2 separate regions of the Mus musculus genome follow, and region 1 is linked to region 2. The links are chromatin contacts, called in public HiChIP or PLAC-seq maps. All regions are on one chromosome and are shown on one strand. Each heading gives the region's core, a stretch centred on a gene start, on an enhancer-like site or on the middle of the called end of the contact. The rest is flanking DNA. Distances are from core to core; before and after follow the strand shown.

Evidence for each region. HiChIP or PLAC-seq counts read pairs in DNA pulled down with a chosen protein or histone mark.
Region 1: a contact with region 2 is called in a FOXA1 HiChIP or PLAC-seq map of pancreatic cancer cells. The contact joins the promoter of D030024E09Rik here to the enhancer-like site in region 2. A contact is called at or near these places in 3 of 115 datasets of contacts at active chromatin or transcription factors (CD8 T cells, extraembryonic endoderm stem cells and pancreatic cancer cells) and 1 of 9 other capture datasets (embryonic stem cells).

The regions. Positions count from the first base shown.
Region 1 is chr15:61,772,149-61,776,074 of GRCm38.p6, forward strand. D030024E09Rik (RIKEN cDNA D030024E09 gene) reads right to left here and starts at 2,303. Exons shown (of 5, transcript NR_040350.1): 1 at 2,232-2,303; 2 at 659-750.
Region 2 is chr15:61,530,946-61,534,921 of GRCm38.p6, forward strand. No RefSeq gene overlaps it. Among named protein-coding and RNA genes, the nearest start is that of Gm24696, 170 kb to the left of the region's middle. Within about 2 kb of position 1,991, at least 64 of the 459 cell types and tissues checked have an H3K27ac peak or open chromatin away from gene starts, as enhancers often do. A contact at or near this core is called in extraembryonic endoderm stem cells and pancreatic cancer cells, where this site is marked.

The DNA.
Region 1 (3,926 bases), core at 1,053-3,552, 240 kb after region 2:
ATAAGACTTATACACAATATATATATATATAAACATTTTTTCAATAGATATATCATTATTGGGTCCTTGGATTTTTAGATTCTATCTGTAAAATCTCAATCAACCATGAGTCTAAGTTGGAGTTAGAACAATATGACCTGTCAATACTGAACACATAAGTTTGGTTCCCATCATTTTTCCTAGCAGTGTAGTATAACTACTATTTACTGCCACTTACACAATGCTCAGTGTTGATATCCCACAGAGAAGGCTGTGAGTATATGGGAGACCATCCATGGTCACATATAAACACTCTTATACATGGACAGAAGTATTCACAGACTTGAGCATCTGAAGGGAGGAGATATGTTCTGGAGCAAATCCCCCAGATACTGAGAAATGGCTCTAGTATATTTTATGAGATATCCTCAGTTCTCCACATACATTATTCCATTTCATTGTATTAACAACAACCCTTTGGTAAGGAGAGCCATACCTCTGTACCTTCCCATCTTCTACTTTTTTTTCTCTTATTTTCTTCCTGCCCAAGATTTTATCCTGTCTCTGCATTCTCCCTACCTCTGCCCTCTCCCCACATCTACCTTCTCCACACACTCACCTTCTCCCAACCTCTGCCTTCACCCAATTTTTTATTATACTTTCTCCTCTCTCTTAGTACCTGAGAAAAAGAATCTTGGATCCAGGTTTTATATTAAGAAAATGATGGGTTCTTCTGAGTTGACGAACATGAAGCCAGCCAGGTGTGTTTACCTGTGGGTTTTATTAGATGAATGTGAATCAAAAACTGACTTTGTAAAGCTGTTGTTCTAGAGGCTGAAGACAGAATTGTGGAGGAAAGAGGAACACATGTCTTTCTGGAGTTTATATTATTACAAAGGGAGAAAAAGAATAGAAGATGAAAAATAAGGTTGATAAGGGGGAAGCCAACACAGACTGGGATTCAGGAGTTGGTCTGGAAAGGATGAAATGAGAGACAGGGGGGGTGTAGGCATCTGCTGAGTGCTGGAAAAACAGTTCACACTTTAGCCCACTGGCAGACCACAGACACGCCTTTTCTTCCTAACCACCATTTCCCAAAAGCGCTCTGGACTGTCACTCTTCTGGACCTGGCATGAATTCTCAGATAGTTTCCACGGTTTTCTTAGACACGGCTGGGAATGAAAATCTCTATTTCTAGCCATCAAGACAGACAGCACTTCTGTTGCCTCAATTTGATTGTGTATAAATCAGGGGAAAATGATTTGACTCTGAGCTTCAGTTGGCATTGGAACTTCTGTATAGATTGGGTAGCCAGAGAGCCCAAAGCCGGGAAAACACTTAGTGTTTTGTTCTCTCCTCCCCAAATGGCAACACTGACTTCTGAGCTCTCCAAGGTTCAACCTATAGGAAGAAAAATCTCACATAACCATTTATGTGTTGAGTTGGCACGGGCACTGTCCTCCAGTATTCCTCAGACCTGCATGTAGGAAGGTTGGTTCCTTTTTCCTAAAAGACACTCTCAGGTTTCTCTCAGACTCTTCATCAGTGACTATCAAATACCTCCATGTGGGACAGATCTTTTACCTAATATCCATCCTAACTTCAACCCTTAGTCTTTAGAGAAGGTAGTCCACCTTATCAACATGATCTCAAGGTTCTCTTTCTATTCTAGGATGACCCTCTATCCTTGGTTATTTCCTGCTTATGAGAAAGATGCAAGAATCCTTTCCAACCCCCATAATGAGAGTTCCTTCCTTCCCAGTGTGGTCCTTCCTCAGTGTTGTACAACCCAGTGAGGAAGAGTAGTGGCTATGTAGACTTCTTTGATTACTTTCCACCAGAAAACTGTCCAGTAAACCCCAAGAGAATAGAACACATGCTCAGAATGATTTTGAGTCCTCTAATCAACCATGGGGTAGGAACAAAATTGATTCAACTTTCCATAATCCATCCCCTTATATGTTTTTGTCAACTCAACCATTTCAAATCACAAAGTGTGGTCAATAAAATTCTTCAGTAAAGGCTTAAATGATAAATCATTTTAAATATTCAGGAAGAAATTAAAACAACCTTAGTGGGAACTCTCAACATGGCCAGAAGAAGAAAATTCTTGAGAGAAAAAAACAGAAAGAAATATCAAGGAAAATAGAAGAATAAAAGCAATTAATAAGAAGGGAAGGAAGGGGAAGAGACAAGGAAGAGAGTTTAAGAGTGAGGAAAAGATTGAGGGAAGAGGAGTAGAAACTACTTACATGAGAAAGGAGTGTGTAAACAAGTGCCCAGACTGTAAGATGGCACAGGGGACTGAGCGCTAGTTCTACATCACTTCCCTTCCCTAACGACAGTGATGCTGAAGGTTCTGTTTCAGCTTTGTCTACTCCAGTCCTGTAAGAATGGCTCAGAACTCCTCTTGCAATGAAAGGGTTCTTGCCTTATTCTTGATTCTAGCTAAACTCAAAGAGAGATGGTCACATTTTAACACTTTGTTACACACAGAAACTGAAGGAAAGTGACAGAAACCAGAGAGATTGCAACATGTGTTTGAAAAAGGCTTACTTGTATTTCGAATAAGAGCCCCATTAGCACTTCCGGGAGAAGTAGTCATGTATGTGGGTGCACTTCTAGCAGTGACATGTGGGGTGTCAGCAACCCAGCTTCATCTGAACTACAACATATTTCTCTATAGTTCATTGTAAAGGTTTAAAGCAACAAGCACTGCAGAGATTAACCAACTGGTCTCTAGTCCCACAGCTAATCAGAGAAAGAGGATTCCAGTCTATTTTCCTATGACCTCCAATCTCCATTGTGTTCATTTCCTATTGCTGCTGTGACTGTTACCAAAAATTCAATGTCACAAAGTCACACAAACTTACTCTCTGTGATTCAGGAGACAGGAGCCCCACTTGCCTCTACTGGGCTAAAAAGGAAATGGCCGGGATGGTTTCATTCCTTCTTGGGGATTTGGGGATACTGTGTGTTCTCCCCAGTCAGATTTTGGAGGTCACCTGCAACCTTTATTGTGGTCTTTTCCTGTCTCCAAAATGAGAAGTGAGGCCATCGTCTGACCCCTCTTGTCCTGGTATTTCTGCCATTAATTCATCTTCTTTGGCACTAAGACTCTTGACTCCTTCTTACATGAAACCTTTGGGGCCAAATTAAGTAAACCAAGATAACCTTGTTTCAAGATTCAGGAATGATCTGTATACTCAATGTCTTTTTACCATGTAAGTTAATATAATCAGATTGTGGAGACTAAGATGGGACATAAAGGGGACAGTAGGACACAGGTGGTGTGAAAGGAAAAGGGAAAAATGAAGGACCCTAGCCAGGGAAAAGGTATGATGGGTATTGCAAAAGGAGAGGGGGAAAAGATAAATAACACTGGGGGTTTTGGAAAGGGCCATATTAAGACATATTATTTTATAAGCATATACCATGTAAGCATGAAGATATAGATATATCGATATAGATAGTTTAGATGAACTTATTCTACACAGAGTGATGTTTTTCCAAGCAGCCATGGGACATCTAACAAGACCTCCAATTCTACGCTTGCATGCCTCCAATACACCTCCAAAACAATATAAGCTTTTTCCATTGCCCTTAGTTGCCTTGCCGATCTTGAATGTAAGACCCTATTGCTGAGACACCACATAATTTGGTCATAGTACCTGAAGAATCTCTCTGGAACAGACCTGGAAGCTTTCTTACCAAGGACTGGTTCTTCCAGTATGAGAAAGAGCTGTGCAAGCTTGCTTCCAAGAGTGAACACTTGCTTGAAGTCTGCAAAATATGACATCTGTCAACATGTCAACAAGGAATGGAAGAGAACTTCACACAGCCCCACCTATAGATACGGAGCTGAGGAAGGAAGTCTTTGTTTTCTCCAGAAACAAGTCCCTTCGTAGGTTTCCCGATGCTAAGGAATAGACCCGGGAAATGTATCT
Region 2 (3,976 bases), core at 741-3,240:
ACATCATGTCAACCTTGTGCTGGATGCCCAAGGGCCATAATGAACAAGGCAGACATTATCCCTGTTCTTCTACATCTTAATATCCAGGAGCAGACAGGTATTCAGAAACAAATCAAGGTTTTGCTTTTCATAACCTTTGTTCTATATGTTTGATTTGTCATAAAATCTGTTCAACAGCAGCAACTGGGTGTTATGAAGACAATGGTAAATTCTCCAAGGAGTTCTCAGCAGGTGCTGTTGTTTTGTTTGTTTGTTTAAGGCAACTCCGTGTCTCTGGTAAGAAGCAGGTTTGATATCATACTAGCTGGCAGTTTACAACCGTGCCTTTCTTCCCTTTTCGATGTTCCATAGAAAAGGCTGCAGATTCTGGATTCTCATTCTGCAGCCTTCCTCAACCACGAGGAAAAGCCATCTTACTCAGTTCCAGGCAAGAAGATGTTGAAGGCCCATTTTCAAGAGTCCTTAAGGGAATGCTTTTTACATGTCAAATGGATATGAGTAAGAAAAAGTGCAGTCTACCTGGGCCTCTCGGTTTCCTAAGCTTGAATTCAGCTGGCCATGGGAGATTGCCCAGTCTGTGGCGATGAATGAAATGAGGGAGAATTACATCAGTATTAGTTTACTTCCCTGATAGTCTTGAGCCACAGAGTAAGACACACCAATCATTTTGCTACATAAAAGAATTGTGTCTGAACTATTTCCCTTTGGCTATTGTGTTACTTGGTACTTACATGTTACTTGGTGATAGGTTTTTGTGGTGGTAGTACTGATGGTGGTCGTGACGGTGGTGCAAGTGGGAGTGGTATTGTTGAGTCTTGATTCAGAAATCAGGAGGGTATTGAAGTATTCATGGGTTGTATCATTTTGATAACCAGGCACTATTGGGTGATAACACTGATTTCCAGTGTAAGCCAAGAATTTGCAGGAAGTTCAGGATGCCTTTTTCTTTTCTTCTCTTCTCTTCTTTTCTCTTCTCTTCTCTTTTCTTTCTTTCTTTGTTTTTTTTTTGTTTGTTTTTTTGTTTTTTAATGAACATTAGGACCTCATGAGTGGATAAGCACAGGCAACTGAAATTTTTGTTCTCTATAGGGTCCTCCTAAATTCTTAAATTTTCATTGCTTCAGGACTTGCATTTTCACAGGAATTAAACAATGGATATAAAAGAAGAGAGATAAACAATCACACCCAGAGTGACTTCCCACTCTTCATTGTCTCATGCAAAGGAAAGAAATTCTTTGGGTGAGTTCCTTCCAAAGCAAACATCCTGAGCACCTAGGCATCCCACTTGTGGATCACAGTAGCCAGCAGGATGACTCACTGGTATTCATGGAACTCCCTGTTGCCAGTGAATTACACTGAGAAGTTTCTAGGCAGCCACATTGCTGGCGATGAAGAGGTCGGGGGCTAGGAGTTGCCCAAATGGGTCACTTTCTAGAATGGTTCTTGATATACTGAGAACTGGGATCTTGGTATTCTAACAGGATCTTTTCTACCGGTAGCATATGCACTTATAGAGCGAGGGAATTAAAATGCAGTGGGTTAAGTTGAAAGCTTAATGCCATGCCATCTGCAAAAACTCAATACTTTTCAAGCTTATATACCCTGCACTCTATCTAAACTACTTGTCCTGCCATCTGCTTTTGTTCTGTAAATAACTATTCCCAATCCAACTGCCTACTGAACAACTAGCCAATGATTCAGTTAATAATTATAAACCTTAACAATCCAGCAAGCAACCACATACAAAGGAACTAGATATCACTTGTCTGAATATTTGATAGTCATGCAAGACCGAAAATGGGCCTTCTGGAACAACAGTCATGTTGGGAACTGTTGGGGAAGGGGCAGGGTGGGGTGGATTGGTGGGTTTTGAATGAAACGTTGCCTTAACGGTCCCAGTTCAATCTTTCCCACACAAGCTCAAGCCCACATCTCACAGAAGTATTATATCTGTTCACTTCCTTGTACTTCGCTCCAAGAATGAGTGAGTCATGGTTTAAGGACAAATTCTTAACATAGGTGCTACAGGCAAACAAAGGAAAACCAAACGCCTCATTCTTCTATTTCTCCTTTAAAAGGAAACTCATGCTGGAGGCATTTGGGTAACATTCCTTTTATATAACAGCACGAACTTCATCTGAAGGAAGAAACAGTGCAGCTGTAGAAACGGGTAGGTGTGGGATTGCTCTTCTCTCACCTATGACCCTTCCTGGCCGTATCTTAATGTAATACCACAAGTTCTGGGCCAGCACTGAATGTGAAGGTGGGACATGGAAAAAGGACATACAGAAGAGGCAGCATGCTTGTCCTGTGTTAGGACATGATGAGGCAGGCTCTTTAAATGCATGGGTGGCTCAGATAGATGGGCTGGGGTTATATCCTGTTCTGATGTTTATTGGCTGTGTGATTCTGGCAATGTAGTAGAGGACTGCTGTGAGTTATCACACCGTTGGAAAAATCAGGATTATATCAAAAGTTAATAGATAATTTATGTTCAGCTGTGTCTGATACACATAGATTCACTGAACCCTGTAGAGTTCAGTGCTGGCTTCTTCTTCAAGACGAGAAACTGATTTTCTTTGTTTTAGGTTTTTGGTTTTGTTGTTGTTTGTTTGTTGTTTTGTTTGGCTTTCATTTTGCCCTGTATTTGAGACTGAAGAAGAACTTACAGGAATGTTCTAGAAACAGGAGAAATTAACTTGTCTCAACAATAGCTCAGATGTGAGACCTCAGAGCTAACCACACATTAACTGCTTTGTGGTCAGATTAAAAAAAAAAGCATGCAGGCCATCTTTACTCCTAATAATTTCTGCATCTCAGAATATGAAAAACTTTTATGTAATATCTTAGATAGTTTCTATTAATCTATTAATCTATCAATGTCCTGAATAGATTTGGTGGTTGCTCTTTGGAACCATTTCACACTGGTAGTGTATCAGATGGCACTCAGAAACATAGGCAGGCAGTGCTTAAATGAAAGAGGTTCCATTCTTCTCTTGTAGAACAGCATTGTCTCCTTCCAGCCAGATCACCATCATTAATTTTATTTAACAGTCTTTTTGAAGAGACATTTTTTTCACTCGTACTATTTCTACTGTGCCACTTCCTGTGTCAGGACATTCGTCCTTTGTGTGTAACTGTTCTCTATGTCCCCTGCTTTGCTTTCTGAGTTTGCTCCCCACATCTGAACTGGAATCACTCCCTTATTGGCTGTGAGGTGCTATCTCCTAGCAACATCAGAAGCTACACTCAAAAGATCTAACCAACCTGACTGTCCAATGTGAAATGAACAAGGATGGACAAAGATGATAGCAATGGACTTTCAAAGTGGATGGAGTCCCTGAGGTCTCTGCCCTAAACAAGGAACTATTGATAAGTGAGCAAAGCTAGGAGTGGGAGAGATGATCTTTCTCAGGGAAGAACACACTAATTGGTTATCCAACACCAACTGATCAACCTTAAAAGCATAAGTAAAAGGAACATTATATAGTCTGAAGAGGTTATATTTAGGAATATTTATGCATATATGTGTATATGTATAAATGTTTATGTGGGTATGTATATGTGTATATTTATATATCTGTATATGTATATTTAGGAATATGTATATGTATATATGCATACATACCTGCATGCAACAACAATTAAGGAAAAAAGAGGTCATGAATTTAAAGGAGAGTGAGGATTTGGAAGGAGAAATGTTATAATTGTATTACAATCTCAAAAAATTCCAAACATAATATTTATTCATAGAAAAAAACAATAAAGACAATTTACACAATATGTTCCTCACAATATGCTATACATTTGTAATCAGTGGATTCTGATGACAAATAATTATCTTTCCACTAATTCCTAGATTTAATTTCTATTTTTAACTTATGATTTCTCCATTTTTCCAATAGTCAACTTGAAAAAAAAATCCTGCTTACTTCATTTATTGGATGTCTAGTTTTCTGGGTTTTCAGAAAATAAT